Regions from separate parts of the Gossypium hirsutum genome. Here region 1 is linked to region 2. The links are chromatin contacts, called in public Hi-C maps. All regions are on one chromosome and are shown on one strand. The core of a region is the stretch at or near the end of the contact, and the rest is flanking DNA. Distances in the headings are between cores, read along the strand shown. Region 1 holds the start of LOC107909900 (protein C2-DOMAIN ABA-RELATED 9). Region 2 has its middle 18 kb from the start of LOC121214713.

Region 1 (3,151 bases), core at 268-2,767, 250 kb after region 2:
TGGGAAAAGCTGACTATTTCGAGTCTTTCAAGCAAAATGCTGATGGCTTTATTTGTTCTTTACTACCTGGAATGTCCCATCCTCAAGTTCAGTACTCTCCCGGTAATGTGCTTTCAACAATTTGATACTAAAAACAATAATAATAAGACATAGATCTCTGCTAATCATAGAAACTAACCCCTTTTTCACTGTTAAAAAATATAAAAAAGGTGGACTGATGTTCAAAACTGGAGGGAGTAACATGCAGCATGTAACGTCGTTGTCTTTCCTTCTTTTAGCCTATTCAAATTACCTAAGCCATGCTAACAAGGTAGTTCCATGTGGTGAATCATCAGCCTCCCCTGCCCTTCTCAAACACTTGGCCAAACGCCAGGTAGTATGACATTCTTGGTTTCTATTTAAATAAATCAAACAAAATCAACGGCTTTTGTTTTGTTGCTTCTATAATGAGAAGGGCCTCACGTGATTCTTGTCTGTGGTAAATTTAGGTAGACTACATTCTGGGGGATAATCCTTTAGGGATATCCTACATGGTTGGGTATGGTGCACGATTTCCTCGGAGGATTCATCACAGGGGCAGCTCACTGCCATCGGTCGCGGCCCACCCGGCTCGCATCGGTTGCAAAGCGGGGACTCGCTATTATCTAAGCCCAAACCCCAACCCCAATTTACTAGTGGGAGCAGTAGTGGGTGGGCCTAATGTGTCGGATGCCTTTCCAGATTCAAGGCCTTATTTTCAAGAGTCGGAGCCCACAACCTACATCAATGCGCCACTTGTTGGTCTCCTTGCATTCTTTTCAGCCCACCCTTGATTTTCCGCATATAGAGTAATTGTAATCAGTGATTTATCATTATCGTCATTGTGGAATCAAACGATTCCCAATTGAAAGCTACACAAAAAAGTGAGCGCCTTTTTATCTTTGTTGGGCTAAGTTTTAAGATTTATGCCTTTACCCAAAGCACCCATTTCTCCTATTGCTAATAATTTTGTACTCAAGTTCTAGTTATTGCCTTACATATATATAAATTCTATCTTCAAACATATTTTTAGTTTTAAAGCTTGATAATGAAAAGAATCGAGTTTAGATATAAATAAGCTAAACAAATTTAACAATTTATTCATGGACGAGAGTGAAAGTTTTGAAATTTTTTTTTATTTTTTAAGGTGAGTTGGAATCCAATTGATGAGGGATATCAATTCAATAAAAAGCTTTATAAATTGTATAGATTTCACATTAGTTATATCATATGCCTATATATATATTATATTCAAACATATAAGTTAAATTTTACAAGTAGTCGGGTGACACAACTCAATAAATTTTTTTATAAATTGTATAATTTCATATCAATTATACCATATGCCTATATATATTATATTCAAGCATATAAATTTTGGAGTTCTTTATTCTCATTTAATTGACTAAAAACAACACCAATGGTTAATATTTATTGTGAACTTCTTGTGATCAAGATGATGACACAAATATGCAAGAAAGCGGTGAACCACTCATCTTTCTAAAATTTAGATGTTCATTGATTATGGATTTTGACATTTTCTGTTATACTTTTTTGAAAATGAATGAACCACAAGACGCTAGAAAGAAGGTGGAGTCTATAGACAGTGGAAATTAAAGATTCCTTCCAATTCCAAACCATTTGTTTCTCATTTGTCAAGTTTATTATTTTTATTGCAATACATTGGTATTCTTCCAAGAAAGAGGAAGTAAAAGAAAGTTGTTTCAGATTATTGTTTTGTTTGGATTGTAATATCTGAAAAAAAACAACGTGTTTGTTGCAATGGATACGTTGGGACTTCTCAGAATTAGGGTCCGAAGAGGCTACAATCTTATTGTTCGTGATAAGATAGCGTCTAGCAGTGATCCATATGTTGTCATCACCACCACTCAACAGGTTTGTTGTGTTTCCTTCATCCCTTCTCAAATTAGGAGAAATTTGATTATGTTATCTTGGAAAAAATTCTCAAAATTTACAATCAAGTACTCTAGAGTTTTATTTCCCAAATGAGTGAACTCAAGTATATGTTAAAATCGGTTGCTATTGTATTACCCAGAGCGCTCCTTTTTTTTCTCTAGAACTAGTTGACAATTGCCTATTGTTATTTCACAAATGAGCGCTCATATCTCAACTTAAGCCTCTTGTTTTCATAAATTTTTATATTTTTTTTTATAATTTCCAATGTTTTTTACAACATTTTTTTTTAAATATTACTCTTTTTTTTTGTTTTGCTTCACACACGGTCGTACATCATACCTAAATCTATTCCTATTAACTTCCCTCTCATCACGTCTTCTCAACTAAAATAATTACTCACCACTCATCTTCAATCACCAAACACTAAATTCATTGCCTCTCGGACCTCTTATTCAACACCCTATACAAGTCTATCACCATCACAATTCAATTTCACCATTAAAACCAAATCCAAGCACTCCAAATAACAAAAATTTTCTATAATTTTATTACATATTTATAATTTTTATAACTTTTTAATACTTTTAATAAGTTTTTATAACTTTTTAAAATAAATTTATATATTTTTATATAATTTCTTATTGTTTTATTTTTTTATAAGTTCTATAATTTTATATTATTTATATAATAGTTTGATATCTTTTTCATAACATATTAATGATATTTTATAATTTTTATAATTTTTTAATATTTAATAACAATTTTTCTATAATTTTTATATTTTCCAAGAAAAAATTATAAGATTTAACAATTTTAAAACTTAAATAATTAAAAATAAATTAAGCCCATGTAAAATGATTAAGATCAATTAAGCCATCCATGTTACCATTTTTTTCACCTCAAATGCCATGTTAGTCACCACCATCATTATTTTTACATATCAATTACCACATTAGCACTCAATGGTCCATTAAGGGCTTGACAGAAAACCATATTCTAATGGCTTAATTGATTGCTAACTTTTGATTAAGGACTCAATTGATTGCACTTTCTGACAAAAGACTCAATTCATTTTTTTAAATTATTTTAAAAGAGCTTTTTTAATACTTTAGCCTTATAGTTATAATTAATTGTGGGTTGGAAACTGAAATATATCTAAGCTTAGGTCGAAGTAAATGTGGACATGACCCACATTTAAGTTTAGAATAATCTAGGA
Region 2 (3,284 bases), core at 571-3,070:
GACATGGCAAAAACGCTCCCTAGGGGCGCAATTTGCTGAAAATTTCACCTTAAAACGCCCTACGTGGACGCGTTTTGCCTAAATTGGCCCCTTTTTTTGTAAATAATGCAAAAATTGGCCCATTTCCGTAAATATACTTGGAAATAGGCCTTTATAGGTAAATTAGTCCATTTATTTTCTATCATATTACTAAATTGAAATTTAAAAATAATTATAGTATAATAGTAGTTGCGATAATTACATATTTAAAAAATTTATAATTTAATATAAAATTATTATTTTAAAATTTTGGTTAAAATAATTATAATAAAAGAAAAAATTGACGTAAAAAAGTTTTCTCAATTACAATAATTAAAAAAAAATTTACTTGATATTTTTTGTGTGCTACATATTAATTATATATTATTTGCAAATTATTATAGTCAATTTATTGACTATTAAGAAAAAAAAAATAAAAATTGAAGAATGAAGAGTTTATTTTACAATATATCATATTTTTATTTTTTGTACAAATGATTTAATAAAATTTTTATTAGAAATATATTTAAATAACGTTTATTAGTTATTCTTTTAAATAATGATTAAATGAAGTAAAAGTTAATTTATATGTTGAAAATAATAACAATTTTTAATTATTATTTGAATTTTAAAATATTATTAAAAATATTAATTGAACTACAAAATATTAATATTTTAATATGATATTAAAAATATCTTCTTATTATATTTTAATTATTAAATAAATTAATATATTTTAATTATATTTAACAATTTGAATAATGAATTAAAAATTAATTACAATAATTAAAAATATATTATTTAAAAACTAATTAAAAAGTTAAAAGTGAAAAACCACATGAAACTAGTATAATTTTGGATATTTATTCTAAAACAGTAAATCTTTAAGCATTTGTTAAATATATAAATAAGATTTTTAATGTTGATGAACAACAGGTTATCTATGCTCAAGTTTTGAATGCAGTGATGAAAGTCTTGTCAGTTTATAATCTTCATTTTCCATTTCTCAAAGATTTAATCTGGTTTGGACCTTAAGCCCATAAGATCACATCAATGGAGTCCATACATACTTGGACCCAAAGCTTAAGCTTTTGGGTTCTTAACACCCTCATTCCATTGAGAAAACACGAAATTAGCTGATTAAATAATCTAAATAAAACTATTTTAATAAATATAAAAATTAAGGAAATTGTTTTCTCTTTTCTTTTTCTACTTTGGAACAATAATGTTTGGGGTGATATCAGTTTGGTTCCGTAGACTTTTTTTTGGATTTTTGAACTATTCATCGTGATTTAATTTGGTTCGATTTTCAGTTTTTCCATATCAATGCTTTGTTTTGAATTTCTAGACTTATTTTGACAAAATGAATTTTGTTTTATGCCTTTTAAAAATTATTTAACAAAAGCCTTTTTCATAAATATTTCTAAAACCAATAATTTTTGAAAATCTTTTAAATTACTTTCCTTATTAAATATAAAATATTTATTTTAATATCATAAAAAATTAAAATTAATTATATATTAAATAAAGATAGATTTCGGTCCAATTTCGGGTAGCTACAAGTTTTAAATTTACATTTCATAAATTGTACAAACATGTTGATTCAAGTCGATTTTTAGTTTTTCTTGCTCAAACCTAAATAATTTTTTGTTTTTTTTAAAAAAAAAACTATCCTCCTTTACACATGAAAAACCATCCATCTTTTTTTATTCAATGGCAAAGAGGAGGATGATGAGGCTTGCTGCTGTTCGAGTGGGTGGTAGGGTCACAAAAAAAAGTTCATGTGCGGTAAGAGGACCCACTTACAGCCGAATAATGGACACAAATACAAATGGAGGGCTTGTCCTCTTTCAAGGACATGTTGCTTGCATTCTGTAGTAGAAAAACGAATGTCTTGAAATCGAAAAGGGCAATGATATTGAAATGCTAGATGAGGATTTCATCATGGAAAATGTGGATGGTGTGCCATCAATCTCCTTCTTTGAAAGGGTACGTAATTTAGTCAAACAAAGTATGAGAAAGACGATCGTCATAAAATTGCTTGGACGAAAGATTGTATTTAGTGTGCTCTTGAACAAAATCCAGGCACTTTGGAAGCTAGTGAAGGGGTTACAACTCATAGATCTTGATAATGAATACTACATTGTGAAATTTAAATAAAAAATAGATTATTCAAATGTTTTATCAAGAGGGCCAAGGATAGTGTTTGGCCTCACTGTACAACCTTGTTATGAGGAGTCCTCTACTTTGAAACCTCATTCAAATCACGTGGTAGTGTGGATACGATTATCAGGCCTTTCCAGCTCTTAGTACAAAAGGAGTTTGATAAATGTCATTGGGGAATTGATATGGGAAATGATGAAAATATATAATAATATCGATAGCGTAATAAAGGGGAGATTTGTAAGGTTAGCAGTGTCATTTGATTTAAGTAAACGATCAGTTTTTAAAATTAAGATTAACAAATCGCTATAAATGGCTGAATTCGAATCTCTATCTAACATTTATTTACTTATGATCTTTACTATCACATGATAGATATCTATCCTCTTTGAAAGAGGAATGATAATCTTGATGATAAATTGAGAAGGAACATATGTCAACTTTGGAGAAGACAATATACCATTTGGAAATATACAACAATTATGGTCCTTGTCTAATGAAAGACTCCAACTCCTCCTAAGAAACGTCTTGAAATTAAGCTTGGAAATAAAGAAATTTCAAATGTAGGATCAAGGTTTAATAGTTTAGCTAATTATCAAGATGAAATTGGCGTTGAGAAAAAAAGGGGTAATATGGGGATTCCAATTTTATCCTTACAGGGGTAAGGTTCGGCTTATTGTATGGGTTGAGGTAAAACTAATAAGAGGCCCAATGATAACTCAAAAGGCAAGGCTATTCAGACTAGCAAAGGGTCTATTAATAAACAAGTTTCTCAAATGCATGGTACAAAGAATGTATAGATCTCAATTAAAGTTGGGCCAAGCAAGGTCAAGTGATGGAAAATACAAGTTCAACCTGTGGTCATTTATCCATTACTACTGCTCTAAAAAGTATTCGTGAAGAGAGCATTACACTATCAATTTTACAGCTTGTAAATTTGAAATTTCCCTCAACTCCTAAAAGACATTATGTTGTTATCATTGATGAAATCTCAAATCCTAACACAGTGCATGTAGAGGGGTGTTGGAAAAATCCATTTAGAAAACAATAGTTTTTAGGCATAGTTTAAATTTTTTTAATATGAGTTGTTGTAATATTTATAA

What was found. A called contact is a pair of places that touch in the nucleus more often than the background predicts.
Region 1: a Hi-C map of leaf shows a contact between it and region 2, with 4 times the contacts expected there. The contact joins the promoter of LOC107909900 here to the enhancer-like site in region 2. A contact is called at or near these places in 2 of 34 Hi-C or Micro-C datasets (both in leaf).

What each region holds. Positions count from the first base shown.
Region 1 is chrD02:53,807,408-53,810,558 of Gossypium_hirsutum_v2.1, forward strand. LOC107909900 (protein C2-DOMAIN ABA-RELATED 9) reads left to right here and starts at 1,518. Exons shown (of 3, transcript XM_016837599.2): 1 at 1,518-1,914. The coding sequence starts at 1,801. It overlaps LOC107909898 (endoglucanase 8-like), which reads left to right. Exons shown (of 7, transcript NM_001327026.1): 5 at 1-102; 6 at 210-373; 7 at 489-812. The coding sequence ends at 812.
Region 2 is chrD02:53,560,876-53,564,159 of Gossypium_hirsutum_v2.1, forward strand. No RefSeq gene overlaps it. Among protein-coding and RNA genes, the nearest start is that of LOC121214713, 18 kb to the right of the region's middle. Within about 2 kb of position 1,821, at least 1 of the 9 cell types and tissues checked has an H3K27ac peak or open chromatin away from gene starts, as enhancers often do. A contact at or near this core is called in leaf, where this site is marked.